2 separate regions of the Mus musculus genome follow, and region 2 is linked to region 1. A link is a contact called in public HiChIP or PLAC-seq data. All regions are on one chromosome and are shown on one strand. Each heading gives the region's core, a stretch centred on a gene start, on an enhancer-like site or on the middle of the called end of the contact. The rest is flanking DNA. Distances are from core to core; before and after follow the strand shown.

Region 1 (4,763 bases), core at 1,057-3,556:
TGTAAACTGCCATCCTTCCAACACGGTTGATTGTTAATGTAAGTATGCTCACCCACATTAGGTGAGCTGTTAGGCTTCAGTAAACTTACGGTTGTGTAACCAACACTGCCACCCAGATCTTGAATGCCCGTGTTCAGAGAAAAACGTTATAGACAAATTAGATCCTGTGGCGTTTAAGCAGGAATGATTCACAAATCATCAAAGATTCAGACAGCTCTACTCCCTAACTATGAAGAGGTGGTATTTGTAGATCAGAGAGTACAGATGAGAGAGTGTCTGATTTGAATTGAGTCTGACCAGCACTGAACGGCTGACGGTTGCTGTGACTGGATGAAACCCCACTCCTTGTTCCAAGTCTACTCAATTAGGCTCACTATATAAGAAGGCCTGTAGGGAGGTGTCCTCATCTAAGAAGACCAGAGAGGAGGTGTCCTCAGATCAAAGCTGTTTGAACATGCACCACTCCCAATGTCTCCTGTTGTGACTTTATAATCAAACCCCTCTTCCATTCCTAGCCCAAAGTTACCAAAAAACTGCTCGTCTCCCCAGTTTTGTCTGCCACATACATAGGACCATACAATACACAGACCCCAGGCATGATGCTATGGTTTGCAAGGAAGACTGGTATGCATCTACAGTGTCTTCCTTATTGCTGAATATTCTTTAATGCTATCAGTCCAATATACCACATTTTGCTTCTTCCTTTCATCTGACAGCCATTTTTCATCTGACAGCCATTTTGATGATCCCTGTTCTGGCTATGGGGATCTTTGCTGGAGCATGTCTGTTCTCCCATCAAAGCAGATCGAGCAGAGGAACTGCTGCTTGTGTGTGAACTATTTTCCAAAGGGACCACAATTCCATGTTTTCACCATTAGTTACTTTCTCACAGACAGTCCTTTCTCCACATCCTCAGTCAACACTTGACACTGGCATGATGTTCTATATCCATTCTTTGAATTCCAAAAGAAGCACAACAACAGGATGCTTGAACCTAGGACTACAGAGGCCTTGGAGAGACTCACAGGAATGAACTTACAAAGCTAAGAGAAATCTGTAGACTCTGACTACAGGTTTAATTCATAGAATGTCACTGAGATTTAAAGCCAAAATATGAACCAATTAAGCTATACATTAGTTGTGCAGCCATTTGAAGGAGGTATGGGCTTAAGACAGAATGTTCACAAGGTTAAACAACAGGTCTAAGGGGAGGTGAAATTCTTGAGAGAAGCTCTTTATGACAGGAAGTAAACAAAGCAGCTTCAGGAAGTCCCTGAAATGGACCAGATTCACTAGATACCTCCCTCCCCAAGAGTATATAAATAGTAAAGTCAATTGGCGAATGAGCCAAGCTGGAAAGAAGACTCCATAACAAGGCAAGCTGCGTGGAAGAAGGTGAAACCAAGCAACCTACAGGGGATCAGCAGCAAACTCCATAAAAGAAAGACCATCCAAGTTACCTGGAAGAGGCTCTGGCCAACAGAGCCACCTGGAAAGGACATTCTCCAACCTGAGCTGCCTGCACACTGTGCTATGTGCTCTAGCTTTGGTGGGCTATTGTCACCTATGCTGTGGTTGGCTTTGGTGGTGCAGCTGTCTGAGTCACTGTTTTTCCTGTAAGTAACCCCTCACCTATATTCCTGTAAGTAACTCTAGTAAAACTTGATGATACACTAAGTCATACTTTGATGGTATTTGTACTTTGGACTGTCTTTAGTTCCTTATCTAGGGTCAGTAGAAGTGTGTGTGTTCTGTCTTCCCAAGAAAAGTCTGTCACACCAAAATTTTTGGTTTAGTGAGGTTTTTTTCTTTTCTTTTCTTTTTTTTCTTTTTATAAAGATAACTTCTAAAATACTAACACATGCTGTGTTTTTAACAATATGGTATGAAAAATAATAAAAATACCTAAGAAATTTCATGGAGGGTACTGTATAGTTTTTCATTTCTCAGAGGTCCCTCTTTGCACTCTTCCTTTTTTTTTTTTTTTTTTTTTTTTGAGAGACAGAGTCTCACTATGTAACTCTGGCACTCCTCAAATTCACAGATCCACATGTGTGTCTGCACCCGGAGGGCTGAGGGGCCCCCAGTGCTTTCAAGGGTTTATGCTCTGCCTTCAGCCAGTGTCCACCACAGACAGGAGAGCAATCTCCACTCTGAACAAGTGCAGTGAAGACACAGTGGCTTCCTGCAGCTGCTGAGAGGCAGTTGGCTGGGTCAGGGTTTCTGAATCAAACAGTGGGCTGCTTCACCACGCAGATGAATTCTCAATTCCTGTTCCTGTCTATCATGTATTCTATCGTCCAGAGAACCTCCAGTCCAACAAAGGCAGCCAAGGACAGTGTGGGGAGACACTCTGTCACTCTGTAAACACCCCCAGCACTCAGGCTAAAGACACACTTCCTGCAGCTGCAAATGACACAGGGTGGCCCTTTGGATTTTCCTGACGACAATACCTTTGCACCTCTGTCGTTCTCTGTATATTTCCCTTTGCTCTACCAACATCCACATCCAACTTTATCCCAGCCAAGGTAAATACAGGAAAAAGGAGCTTAAGAGTGAGGATCAGAATGAGGGGGAACACAGACCTCAGATCTCAAACCTGACAAACCCCAACAAATCATTTCTAACACAACGGACACGTCAGTGGGGACAGAATAACCCAGTATGCGCTCTTAGGATCTCTGCTGTACTGCACGGAAGTGGAGAGGTGCAGTCCCTTGGGGTTGGTGGCTCTACACTGAATCAGAGCACCCAGTTACTTTGTAGTCACTATCCTGCTTTTGTCCTTGAAAGTCTGGGTGGCATGTCGCTAGGGACAACACGGAGCACCTGACAACATAGTACCCACAACCATCTTTCAGGGATGGCCTCTCTTTATTGAAGCCACTCTAGCATTGGTGTTTTAATTACTGGATTAAATGGTGAGATCTCACTGTACCTGAGCAAGAGCTCCCAGGCCATGCACTGCTTTGCACTGGCCATCAAGGCGAATCTGCTCACAGTAACTGAGCACATCGCTAAGCTGCCAGGCATCACAAAGACCCAAGCAACTGGCCTCGGAGAACCTGCCTTCCAAACCCACTCTGCAGAGTGAAGACAAACGAGCTGGTGTTTGCAAGGAGAAATGTGGTGGTCACACAATCACAGATGATACCTTCTTGGTTTTAAGCAAGACAAGCAGTTCTAAACAAGCATCTTCCAAGAAGAAAAACCCGGGCTGGCCTTCAGTCCATCACTATGGATAAGACCGGGCACGCTTACCAAGTTACACAGCTGTCTAAGATACCCATCAGAGGTCTGGAAAAGGGCTATTGATTTCTATACATGTACTGCTGGTCTTACTCTCTTACTTTAAGTTCCAGATAAGTTCTGAGGTCTCATGTAATAGTAAGACAGGAAAAAGGGGAAGTCTCCCTGTAGTGGTCCGAATGGGAATGTCCCTGTAGACCTAAGTGTTTGTTCCCAGTTGGTAGGACTGCTTAGGAAGGATCGGAAGATGTGGCCTTGTGGGAGGAGATGTCCCTGGGAGTGGGATCTGAGGTTTCATAGGCCACGCCAGGCCTGGTCTCTCCCTCATCCCTTAGCACCTCTGGTTAAGCTCTCAGCCACCGCTCCAGTTCCACATCTCCCTGCTTGTCACTGTGCTTCCGTCATGATGGTCATGGAACCCGTCTTCTGAAAATGTAAGCAAGCCCAATTCATTGCTTTCTTGTATAGTGGCCTCAGTCATGGTGTCTCTGCACAGTAGTAGGGAAGTAACTAAGCCACTCACCCCCTACCATCACGGGGTTGATGGGCTCACTTTCCCCCATGAATCCTGGATGCCACTGTTTCTCCAGCAGACACCAGCCCACACTTCCCAGCTCACTGAGGAGAAAGACCAACCAAGGCTCAGGCAAAGGCAGCTCCCGGTCAGGCAGGCGACTGCCCCAGGAGGCCCCTTCTGCAGAGGACAGGGATGTGCCCCTCCGAGGCGTAGTCACTGAAGCCCACAAGGACTCACTTTACAGACAGCTGTTTTTTGGGGGTTTTGTTTCGTTTTGTTTTTTTTAAAGATCATTTCTAGAACTTACTACTCTTAATTCTAAAACTATATAAAGGAAATTTAATAAAGCTTACAGGTACACTAAAAAGCTCATCTCAATGTTTATTCCATTAGGTATAAATCCAGAGAAACAATCGTCTTTGTGTGTGGTTGCAATGACTATAGTGAGAACTGGGCATGTGCCGGGCATCTCAACAGTGCTAGGGAGAGAACATGAAAGCATCTTTGGTTTTGTTTTCCTCTTGCCTTTCACAAACCTGCAAAATGAAGATTCTAGCCTCCTTACCAGTGACCTTCCAAGAAACTGGAGGAGGCCACACTTATGCCAATATACCTTAGAGGAAAACACTGCCAGGATGAAGACTCTGGAATCTCTCTCCAGAGCCTATCACAGCCTGTGGCACAGGCTCTGCAAACCTTTCCTTCCATGAACTATTATTCTTTAAGACTATGTTAGAATTTGAGAAATAAGTGATCCCATGTCAACAGAGGAGAGCACAAGAATCAAGTGTTTCCAGCCATTAACAAGAAGGTAAGAGTGCGTGGTTCATGCATTCAATCCAGGCCCAGGGAAGGCAAGGCAGGAGGACTGCTGGGAGTCGGGAACTGGCCTGGGCTAGTCAGTTCCAAGACAACCTGGACTATAAAGTAAGAATCCGTGTTTAAAAACAAACACCAAAAACTGTTAGGCTTGTGTGAGGGTCTGAATGAGAAATGT
Region 2 (4,873 bases), core at 899-3,398, 200 kb after region 1:
GCCCAACATATGACAAAGGGGGAAAACCCCTCAAAATCCTACGTAAGCCAACTCTTGGGACCTTCCTTCCTCAAGTACCTACCAGCTTATGTTTACATGAGTCCAGTCTGTGTTAAGTCCCGTTGACTTGGGACACAGGTGAGAGAACTATGAAGACCCCCCCCTCCACTCTGCATGGAGAGTCTGCAGTGGACAGTATAGTGCAATAGGACAGAGGCAAGGAAGGGTCAGAACTGAATCAAAGACAGGAAGGAGGAAGGAGGGGGCGAGTTTGTAAGATTCCTATACCAACATCTTCTAGAAAAGTCTTAAGATATGAGCAGAGTAGGGCCAGAAGCCAGGGCTTTTGAGACATGTTGCTACAAATTATGTGCTGAGTTCCTTTAGATATTCTTGGAGGTAATACTAGTAATAGCTAAAACTTAAAATAAGCAAGGAAGGAGGGAGGGAGGGAGGCAAGCAAGCAAGCAAGCAAGCAAGCAAACATTTTGGTTTCAGAATTCTGATCCTTTGTATATGAATGCAAGAAGGATGAAACTCACTGATAGATTAATTGTTTAGTATATGTGAGACCCTGGGGGAATGCCCATTTTGGTAGTTTGAATAATATGACCCCCATGGGATCATATATTTGAATGCTGAGTCACCAGGGAGTGGAACTCTTTGAAAGGATTAGAAGGATTAGGAGGTGTGGCCTCACTGGAAGAAGTGTGTCATGGAGAGGCCATGCTAGACTCAGCCCCCCCCCCCCCTTTCTCTGCCTGCAGACCAGGATGTAGCTACTTCTCTAGCACCATGCCTGCCATGATAAATATAACGGACGAATCCTCTGAAACTGTAAGCAAGCCCTCAACTAAATGCTTTCTTTCATAAGAGTTGCCAAGGACATGTTGTCTCTTTACAGCAATAGAACAGGGACCCAGACACCCAGCAATACACAAAAAAGCAAAACAAAGCCCAACAAAAGCCAAACAATAACAAGGGACTTTGGGCTGAGACTGGGCCATGTGCACCTCAGCTCTCTCAGTAAGGCTACAGAGATCCCCTTGAGCATGGGATGGGAAAGAAGTGTGAAGGCTTTGCCCTCAGACTGGCCCTTCAAGTCAGCTTCATGATCTACAGACAGATGCTTTTTCAAGTTGTGGCTTTTCTTCTCTGTTAGATGAAGCCCAGCTGCAATGCTAGGTAGCAGTGAGGCTCCATGAAGATGAAGCAGGCATTTTTCCCTGTTGAGCCAGGGAAAAATTAACTATTTAGAGTTCTCCCCCTATTCTATGGTGCTTTTTACCCACCAGGCCTGAGGAGACTTTCTGCGTCCCCTGAGCTAATGGGATGCATGTGTATAAGATCAGTGCCCCATGGCACAGCATTTCTTAGGAAGAAGCCAGAGTGCTACAGGTTGCATGTTTGTATCTTCCACAAATTAATCCGAGTAAAACCCTCGGCCCCAGAGTATTAGGGAGTGGGGCCTTTGGCTAGTGATGAGTCATGAGAGTTCAGACAGAGCATCGTTTATGAGCAAGGAACCGTTTATGTGCCTTTATGACACAGAGTTGGTAAACACCTTGAGCTTGGCTTTTTAGCCAGCCTCCAGAACTATGAGACGCATGACTTTTGTTTATAAGACACCCAGTCGGGCTGGTGAGATGGCTCAGCGGTTAAGAGCACTGACTGCTCTTCATGAGTTCAATTCCCAGCAACCACATGGTGGCTCACAACCATCTGTAATGAGAGAGAGAGAGAAAAAAAAATCTATGGCCCGGAAAGAGCGGAGCTGAAGAAAGAGAGAGAAGGGAAGGGGGTGGGGGAAGTCACCGAGTCTACGGTGATAAGTTATAGCATCTTATGGGACTAAGACAAGGGCTAGAGGGGTAACAGACACTGGGAATAGACAGGGGAGCGGTGGGTGTCATACATCCTTCACGCTGGAAAGCCTGGGTGACGTCATAGGCGAGCCTCGGGCCGAGCCTCCCTTGCCCCACTGAACACAGAATGAGAAGCTGTGGTTCTTAAGATGTCTCTAGAACTATTGCCATTTTACGTTCACTTATGACTCTCAAAGTCACTGCTGAGGAGCCACCCTGTCCACGTGCTAATGTGAGTGACACCAGGTGAAATGCTCGAAATAAATACCTAAGCAGGCTTGGCCACACAATAGCTTGGAGAGCAGCGCCCTCTTGTGGAGAAGTCTGAAATATTCCAGTGACATAGCTCAGACTTGAAGTTTGATAAAATACATTTGAATTTTGATATTATGACTCTTTGGAAAACACCTTATCTTTAAGTTTTATATAATGAGATGTATACATGCTATGTATCAAGTTATGTATTTATACAGGACAGTATAATTTATGTGAAGTTTATGAACATTATTTTTTCAAGTATAGGAAATCATTGAAATCTCATCAATACCTTAAGGGAAAATGCCCTCATGCCCAATTTCTTGGACAAAGAATTGCATTCTACAGCATTTCTAGGAATCGATGTGAACTGAAGACAGCCAAACATTAGATGGAGTTCGGGGAGTCTCGTGGAAGAGTTGGGGGAAGGACTGAGGGCCCTGAAGGGGATAGGAACTCCATAGGAAGACCAACAGAGTCAACTAACATGGACCCTTGGGGATCCCAGAGACTGGACCGCCAACCAAAGAACATTCCCAGGTTGGCCCTAGGCTCCTGCACATATGTGCCAGATGTGCAGCTTGGTCTTCATGAGTGTCCCCAGACAAGGGGAGCAGGGGCTTACCCTGACTCTGTTGCCCATCTGTAGATCCTGGTCCGATAACTGGGCTGTCTTGTCTGGTCTCGATGGGAGAGGAGAGGATGTGCCTAGTCCTGCAGTGACTTGAGGTGCCAGGGTGGATTGGTACCCAGGGGGGACCTCCCTCTTCTCAGAGGTGAAGGGGGTGCAGGAATGGGGGGAGGGGCCTTGTGAGAGGTGGACTGGGAGGGAAGGGAGCTGCAATAGGGATGCAAAGTGAATAAATAAATTAGTGGAAAAAATAAACTTGAGGACAAGGAGTGCTCATGAGCACTTGGAATTGAATGAGGATTCCTATTATGTCCGATACTTAGTAGATCAAGGAAAGGGCTCATGAGAAGGCTTTGTTTTAGTAATGGAATAGAAGAAACTAGAAGATTTGCCTCTGTCCATTTAAAGATTGGTGGGAATGGTTTTTAATTTGATTCCTGGTAATCCATAAACCTACAAACTCCACAAATCCGTTCTAATATTGCTAACATTTCAAAGCATTGAAGGCTTTAGGATCTTCCTCTCCTTCTCTTCCTTCTTTCTTCTTCCTCCTTCCCTCCCTCCCTCCCTCCCTCCCTCCCTCCCTCCCTCCCTCCCTCCCTCCCTTCCTTCCTTCCTTCCTTCCTTCCTTCTTTCCTCCCTCCTTCCTCTTCGTTCTCCTATTCTTCTGCTTCCTCTTCTTCCTCCTCCTCCTCCTCCTTCCTCTTCTTCAAGGCTGGCTGGCAAACAACTTCCAAGGTCCCACTTCTCTTTGTGCTCTCAGCTCTGAGGTTACAGATCTGTACCCCGTGCCTGACTTTTAGGTGGGTGCTGGGATCCAAACACAGGTCCTCATATTTCTGTGGAAGACGCTTCCTCCCAGCCCTGAGAACTTTGCTATCAGAACATGATTTGTCATTGCCACTTGGAGTAATGAAAACAAAACGATAGATATCTTTGCTACCTTGATTGGATATGGTGGTTTTGTGAGTGTGAGTTCATGTATTAAATATGTGTAGTTTTAAAATATGAATTATACTTCAATGAAAGTGTACTTCAATGAAAGAAAATAGTAGAGAAAACCCCAAAATAAAAAATTCCTATCATCTGCAAATAATGGTACCTGATTTGAACTTGAAGTGAAGAATAAACATATACATGAAAGGATACCGACAAATATGAGCTCAAAGCATCTGAGTCAGGGAGTATGTAGGGTCCTGAACTGAATTAAAAGGAACCTGTACTTGGGCACTAAGAGTGAGAGCCTGTCTCTGAATTGAGATGCTGTTAGCCACTCAAGGGCAGCCATCCAGACCCACGCCATTTCCTGGCCCTGGGCGTTCCTTCATCTTTCCTCTTACAGCCATCTTGAATGGGTTATGTTAACAGATCTAAGATGTGTTATGTTTGCAACCTACAGTTCTTTAAGGATATGGAAGTGATTTACCGGAAGTACTTAGCCAAGAGGAGTTCTGGTGAGAATCTAGAATTGATAGTGAGGCAGAAGCCAGAGGCCTCGAAGGAGACCAATGACTCGTGGCAATGGAAATTTGTCAGGAAAGCTGTTTGGGCAAAGGGTACACTGTGTGACACACTGTCGCTTCCATGGTGGGATGTGTACTTTTTGTTTTATATTTGTTTATTTATTGTTTTCTTTTTTTGGAGGGGGTTGCAAGGGCAGAGGGTGGGTATGGAGGGACATGGAAATGAGTGGGATTGGGGTGTGGCATGTGAAATTCATCAATAAAAAAGTTTTTCTTTTTTATAAAAGAGGAAATATTTAACCAAATGCCAGCTATTTGATTAAGTTATGCTCCAAGTACCTACCGAGGGTCTGGAATGAAATCTAGTTTCTCTGGTACGATGTAGAGGCATCAAGGAGGAGGAGGGATTGATTTCCTCCTTATAACATTCTCTGAGAAGACGGGGACCCGTGTGACTTTTGTGCTTTAAAAATGCATTGACATTTTCTGTGTTCTAGTGCTTGGTTTTATCAACCACCCATGGCACTATAAAGGAAAAAGAGTGCTCTAGAGAATATAAAGTTTAACATTGTTCAATTAAAACGTTTTGTCAGCACGCCCCTTTCTTCTGGCTCTTTTGATGTTGCCTGTATTTCTAGTTTACCCATTTTATTTTGACA

What was found. HiChIP or PLAC-seq counts read pairs in DNA pulled down with a chosen protein or histone mark.
Region 2: a FOXA1 HiChIP or PLAC-seq map of pancreatic cancer cells shows a contact between it and region 1. The contact joins two enhancer-like sites. A contact is called at or near these places in 1 of 15 datasets of contacts at CTCF or cohesin (the NIH/3T3 cell line), 1 of 484 Hi-C or Micro-C datasets (nephron progenitors) and 3 of 115 datasets of contacts at active chromatin or transcription factors (astrocytes, pancreatic cancer cells and trophoblast stem cells).

The regions. Positions count from the first base shown.
Region 1 is chr15:27,974,900-27,979,662 of GRCm38.p6, forward strand. All of the region lies in intron 1 of Trio (triple functional domain (PTPRF interacting)), which reads right to left. It overlaps Gm29975, which reads right to left. Exons shown (of 5, transcript XM_017316826.2): 1 at 1-4,763. Among named protein-coding and RNA genes, the nearest start is that of Gm29975, 18 kb to the right of the region's middle. Within about 2 kb of position 2,307, at least 29 of the 459 cell types and tissues checked have an H3K27ac peak or open chromatin away from gene starts, as enhancers often do. A contact at or near this core is called in pancreatic cancer cells, where this site is marked.
Region 2 is chr15:28,180,018-28,184,890 of GRCm38.p6, forward strand. It overlaps a transcript of Dnah5 not described here. Among named protein-coding and RNA genes, the nearest start is that of Dnah5, 21 kb to the right of the region's middle. Within about 2 kb of position 2,149, at least 60 of the 459 cell types and tissues checked have an H3K27ac peak or open chromatin away from gene starts, as enhancers often do. A contact at or near this core is called in pancreatic cancer cells, where this site is marked.